Regions from separate parts of the Capsicum annuum genome. Here region 1 is linked to region 2. A link is a contact called in public Hi-C data. All regions are on one chromosome and are shown on one strand. The core of a region is the stretch at or near the end of the contact, and the rest is flanking DNA. Distances in the headings are between cores, read along the strand shown. Region 1 holds the start of LOC107854728 (phosphoenolpyruvate carboxylase). Region 2 holds the start of LOC107856620 (TPR repeat-containing thioredoxin TTL1).

The links. Hi-C and Micro-C count contacts between places; a contact is called where the count stands out from the background.
Region 1: a Hi-C map of bud shows a contact between it and region 2, with 2.5 times the contacts expected there. The contact joins the promoter of LOC107854728 here to the promoter of LOC107856620 in region 2. A contact is called at or near these places in 2 of 5 Hi-C or Micro-C datasets (bud and leaf).

The regions. Positions count from the first base shown.
Region 1 is chr9:174,793,116-174,796,315 of UCD10Xv1.1, reverse strand. It overlaps LOC107854728 (phosphoenolpyruvate carboxylase), which reads left to right and starts at 1,277. Exons shown (of 11, transcript XM_047397093.1): 1 at 1,277-1,429; 2 at 2,156-2,331; 3 at 3,154-3,200. The coding sequence starts at 2,164.
Region 2 is chr9:174,208,778-174,212,072 of UCD10Xv1.1, reverse strand. It overlaps LOC107856620 (TPR repeat-containing thioredoxin TTL1), which reads right to left and starts at 1,888. Exons shown (of 7, transcript XM_016701612.2): 1 at 828-1,888. The coding sequence starts at 1,582.

The DNA.
Region 1 (3,200 bases), core at 28-2,527, 580 kb before region 2:
CCTTTCTCCTTCTTCTAACTTTGCATCCTCACTTCTATTATCTTTATTAATTTCTTCAAGAAAGAAAAAAATATGTGTGAAAAGTTATGAATTTTAATGGGTTAGAAAATAATTTTGGAAAAGAAAGTCTTTCAATACATAATTGTTGAACTAAATTACTTATGTAAATTTTTAAGAAATCTGTTGTTGGATTTATGAGATTGCCTTTTGTATCCACCATTATCGAACCTTTTAAAAGCTTGAAAACAAAAAAAAATGAGTGTCAAATTCATGGTTGATTTCAAATTGATTATTGAAGTTTTCCGATGATGATGTGAAGTTGTACTTGAATTTTGAGTTTGATTGGTATGAATTTTGCTTGTTTAATTTTGTATCCGCCATTGTTGAAGCTTGAAGATAAAAAAAAAATGAGTTCGACGAATTCAAGATGAGATTGATGTCGAAATTGATTATTGAAGTTTTCTGATGATGTTGTAAAGTTGTATCTAAAATTTGAATTTGATTGGTATGAATTTTATTAGTTTAATTTTGTATCCACCATTATTGAACCTTTAAAAAAGCTTGAAGATAAAAAAAAAATGAGTTTATTGAATTTATGGTTGATTCCTAATTGATTATTGAGATTTTCTAATGATGTTGTGAAGTTGTAGTTGAAATTTGAGTTTGATTGATATGAATTTAGCTAGTTTATGTTGAAATTTGAGACCCAAAAATGAAGAACCCATATATGGGTAATGTTGAAGATGACAGATGACGGCAGGATGGGTGAGAGTGGAGGGTGGGCGGGTAGGTGGGAATGTATGTGAAAAAATATTTTTTAATATATATATATATGAAATTATTTTAAAAAAATAATTTTCTTGCGTGGCTCCGACGTGGCAGTGCGTGGCGCTGATTTGTCGGCGTGTGTGCACACTCTCCGTTGTGAGAGTGGTATTCAATTTCAAAGGATGAAACTAATATACTTTAAAATGTTAAGAGGGATAAACAAAACGGAAGTTAAGTTTAAGTGATAAAGTGAGTTTGGAGTTTTCTCTTATATTTTTTGTTAAAAAATTATAAAATATAAAATATGGTTAATATATTTATGTTTTATAAGAATACATATTATTGAGTAAAAATGAATACAATAATTGCGAATCAAATACATATAGAAGCTATATGATAATATTATAAAGTGTGATTATGAAAAAGGATTTTGCATCAGACTTTGCTGTTTTTAAAAATTTTTCATTTTAAAATAATTAATCTTGTATAACTTGTTACCAGCCAAATAGTCCACAGTATACAGTTGTAAATTTAAGAAAGAGAAAGCTCTGTGTTTTTTCCTATATATAGCTAGCCTGTTCAGTGTCTACACATTACACAACTCCCTCAACTTCCTCCACCACTTCGCATTGTTTTGTACTCTGACACACCAAATTTTGAGGTAATCCACATCAGAATTTATGTTGTACTCCCTTACCATACTCAAACTTCAGTTCTTTTTTTATTTTCTAAGTTGGTAAAACATTACAGTAAATTATGAAATTGTTGTGATGTAATTAGGAAATAACGAATTCAAATCACCAATAGCTCGTAAAAAAGTAAAAGTCAGATTGTATATAAAGGCCATTGGGGTCTGTGTGTTGAAGTCCTATATCGGTGGGTTCTTGGTTTCTTTATATAGTCTTGGCAATCTCACCTCATTAGCTAGGGTTCATTTCTTTAAGAGTTACGTCCACCCAGCTCATTCTTTTCGATGTTGCCCATCTTATATTATTCACGCTTCAGATGTTCAGCTCTGGGTGTGCGGGATGTTGGAGTCCCACATTTCCGATGTTGGGCCCCTCATTTTATATTGTTCACACTTAAGATATCAAGCCCTGAATGTGCGGGTATTGGAGTCACACATCGGTGGGTTAAAGGTCCTCTCGTGAGCTAGCTTTTGAGGTTGAGTTAGCAGGTTCATTTCTTTATGACTGCCTTTTCTGAATTTTACAATAACGGGAGTTTTAATGTATGAGACTACTTTTTTGGAAATCATTTAATTACAAATAAAACAAGAATTTAAACTAGTCGCCAACTGGGGTATTTTTATTCTATGGTCCCTGGTTTTTGTACTTTTGTGTGGTCATAATTTTGATGATTTTTATGTAAAGTTCATTTGTTGCAGGGTGAAAAATGGGGACTCGTAATTTGGAGAAACTGGCATCTATTGATGCACAGTTGAGACAATTGGTGCCTGGAAAAGTTTCTGAAGATGATAAGCTTATTGAGTATGATGCTTTGCTTTTGGATAGGTTTCTTGATATTCTTCAAGATTTGCATGGAGAGGATCTCAAGGAAACAGTATGCATTTCCCAATAGATGTTAATTTGCTGCCAAATTTGTATTTAACCTGTGATTGATTAGCCAATTGTGAATTATATTCCAAAGTTGTAGTTTTTGATGTTGTGTACCCTTGTTGAAGTTCAGTGATTTTGGTCTTTTGGTGACTAAGGGGGTGTTGTTTTCTTTTTCACTTTAATCTGGTTTAGTGCTTGAAGCTAAAGATTGAATTTTTATGTCACTCATCACAAAAAGGAGTGAAAAGATTGAATTTTTATGTATTGAATTTTTGTGTCACTCATCAAAAAAAGGAGTGAAAAGATCGAATTTTTATGTCACTTATCAAAAAAGGGAATGGAAAGATTAGATTTTTTTGTCATTTTTCAAAAAAAAAAAGTAATAAAAAGATTAAATTTTTAATGTCTGTTTCTGACTCAGTTTACACAATTCTTGAGTATAAAGTGTGTTTTATACTTATAGATGGTATTTAGATACTGGTCTTCATATGCTTCAGTAGTTTTACTGTGTTAGTGGACGAAATTCACATGTGTATGGTGTCTTGAGATCCTAAAATTGTGTTGACCAAGTAGTTCTTTCAAATCCTTGAATTAATCAAGATATACTTGCTGACTGAGTTGACTACAAATACTTGAGTCTAAAGAATGTGTAATACTTAGTGATGGTATTTTGTAGTGGACTTCATATGATTGTGTTAGTGGATGAAATTCACATGTGTATGGTGTCTGAGATCCTAAACTTTGTGTTGACCAAATAGTTGTTTCAGATGATTGAATAATTGAGATATACTTCAAAAAGTCTTTGATTTCTTCAATCTCACATTAGGTTCAAGAGTGTTATGAGCTTTCTGCCGAGTATGAAAGTAAACATGA
Region 2 (3,295 bases), core at 639-3,138:
CAAAGTAAAAGGACCAAACAAAGGGAATAATAAATGATAAAAATGCATTGGTGGCACCAATCAAGAACTTCTCTTTTTAAATTTTTTTTACATAGGGTAACGGCGGAAGGGGAAGGGAAAAAAGGGACGACAGGAACTGACCTCACACACCTATTGTGAGGTTAACAATCCATAACACTAAACTATTAATCTTTGTAGGCAGCACTAAAGATCAGTCAACCACATCTGTAGATCCCAGTTTGAGATTTGGTTGGGTAATGGACACACAATGCATCAGCTAAGGGAGTTCGATATTATTGAAAAATCATTTTAGCTATGTGAATCCAAATCTACACATTTAACCATAACCCCACATAAAAGCTACATATGTTCTCTTGGAAACAGCCTCTCTGCCTCCACGAGGTATTGGGAAGTTCTGCCTACAATCAACCCTCCCCAGAACCCACTTGTGGGATTTCACTAGGTATGTAGTTGTTGTTGTTGGTAAGACATATGTAGGAGCGGAATTAGAGGGGCAAGAGGGTGTTCACCCACCACAAAAAAATTACACGGTGTATAAGGTAATTTTAATGTACATATATAGATTTTGAATCCCTAACACAGGGCTAGAGATTGGCTCGGTGTTTTAGGGGTTCAAATCTCAAGCACTATATTCTTATTTTTCGAAACCATTACTGAAAATTCTGGATCAACCACTAGATATATGACAATTAATATTCCAACATATACATTCTTCAAACCACCTTACTGAAATTCTGGATCCACCACCGATAATGAACATTGAAACATACATATAGATTCAAAGATTTCGACATTAGTACACTTACCTAAGTAGCAAAGATCCTAACCGTTGATGTGCCCGAATGTAGGAAGGATCCAGCCTAATAGCTTCCTCACATTCCTTCACAGCCTCCACAACCCGTTTCATACCCATCAATGCAGCTGCTCGATTACAATGGTACGCAGCATTTCCAGGCGAAATCGCAATAGCTTTTTCATAAAAGCTTAAAGCCTCGGGAAAATCACCCTTCTTATAACTCTCATTTCCTATTCTCTTCAACTCTTCCGGATTCTGTAAATAACTTTTTTCCTTCCCAGCATTGGCATTGGCAGCTCCTCCTCCATCAGCCCCAATACCGCCACGAATTATACTTCCGTGGCCATAGTTCCCAATTCTCGACCCAAATATATCAGTTTTAGTAGACTTAACAGGAACTGCTGCTTTCAAAATTTTGCCCGAAGGGCAGATGTTCCCAGTAGGAAATGAATATATAGCAGAGGAGTATACTGAACTTCTACTACAACTACTACTCCCCGAGGAGATTAACGGATAAGAGTCAGACCTTGACCGAGTATGCCCCGGCTTAAACCGGCGTGAACTGCTGTCAACTGAACTGGAAAGGTCATTGGATTTAGGAACATTGTAACCGGAGATTGATCCGGATGAACTGGAGCTAGTACTTGTAGAATTGGTAAATACATTTGGTCGGGTTAAAGAACCTAGATCCAGTTCTCTGAAATCGGGTTTGTCAATGTCGGTGGTGGTGCCATTGTTGTTGTTACTCATAGAGTTCCTCGACATGGACCCACAATTGTTACACTTCCTTTGTATTGGCCACTGTATATGAGTAAGGGGGATGTGTTTTGGCTTGAGCTGAGTTTTAAGTAGAAGAGATGAAGAAAGAAGGAAGAGAAAGAAAAAAAAAAAAAAAAGGAGAAAAAGGGGGAATCTCTTGATATATAAAAGGAAGAAGCAAAGAATGAATGCGAGGGGTCGGCAAATGACGGACAGATAGAAATAGAAGCGAGTTTTAAGAAATTTTTCTCTCACTTTTACAGAGGAGGGGAAGGGGTAGGGACGAAGAAAATCTCTTCCTTGACTTTCGCTCCGCTTATTTTCAAAATTACTTGTTCGAAAAGTAATTAAAAAAAAAAAACTTATTACTCCCTCCGTTTCATGAAGAATAATTTACTTTGACTTTGTACAAAATTTAAAAAAATAAAGAGACTTTTGAATTTTATGGTCTTAAATTAAAATTATGTAAAATATATCAAAATGTCTTTTCATCTTGTGGTCCTAAACATGTCATTTGAAAAGTTAAAATTAAAATATTACCAAAAAAGAAAAAGGATCATTCTTTTTTAAACAGATTAAAATAGAAAGTAGGTCATTCTTTTTTAAACGAAGGAATAATATTCTTTAAATAATTACTTTTAGAAAGAAATTACTTTTTTAACTTATTAAAACCGTTTCTACTACTTGCTAGAATCACTAATCTTTTTTTAAATTTTTGGTAATGTTATAAATATATTACCATAGTGAATGTCTACTTTACTTTATCATATATAATGTATGTCTATTTATAAAAAAGTTAAAAATGTTAAAGTTAGTTTTCCCTTGTAAAGGAGGTTTCCTTTATTGTAATTAATTTATCAAGAGAGACTCCTCAAGAATCCTTATAAGAAATAAAGAAATCTCCTCTCTTCTCTCTCTATTCTTCTTATATTTGCTTTATATTTCATAACGCGTTATCAGCATGAGACTCTGTCAAACAAGGTGAGATTATAAATCTAAAGGTAATTGCAAGGTTAGTAACTCCTTATGTTATTCGTGTCTTTTGCTACTAATGATATAATTATTATTGAATTTGAGAAAAAATAATTGGTTTGAAACCAATGATGCTTTAAATTTGTTCATGACGAACAATATTATTAAAAATTATGATGATGATTTAAGTCTTATCTCATTAAAAGGTTAAGACATTAGGTTAAAAGTTTTAATGCACCATGATGAGATGTTGGATTCATGTCCCATCGATTTATAACCTAAGACGCCTTTATATGGCTAAGACATTAAGATTGGATCTCAAAGTACTATATTAATGACATTATGATGGCTAAGGTAAAATAATGTGTTTTTTCTGAAAGACTATGAGACATGTCCCATTGAATATGCTCCATTCTCTGAAGTGAATGTGGTAGCAGTGCATAATATGTCTAAAAGAGACAAGTGATTGAATGTACGAATATAAGCGTGGTGGGACAATATGATAATTATTATTAAAAGTGATACTATTTTCACACACTTATTATGATTATAAGATATGTTAGAGAAAAATTCTCGATATTATATGTATGCCTGGATTTGCTCCTGAAGTAGCAACATCATGAAAGAGGTTCTAAGCTTTCATAATTTGATATGCTTAAGGCACGATTATATTCCATTCTTGAGGAATGAAAATTTCGACTATTATATGTATAGATCCATTCTCTAAGGTGAATGTGGTAATATTTA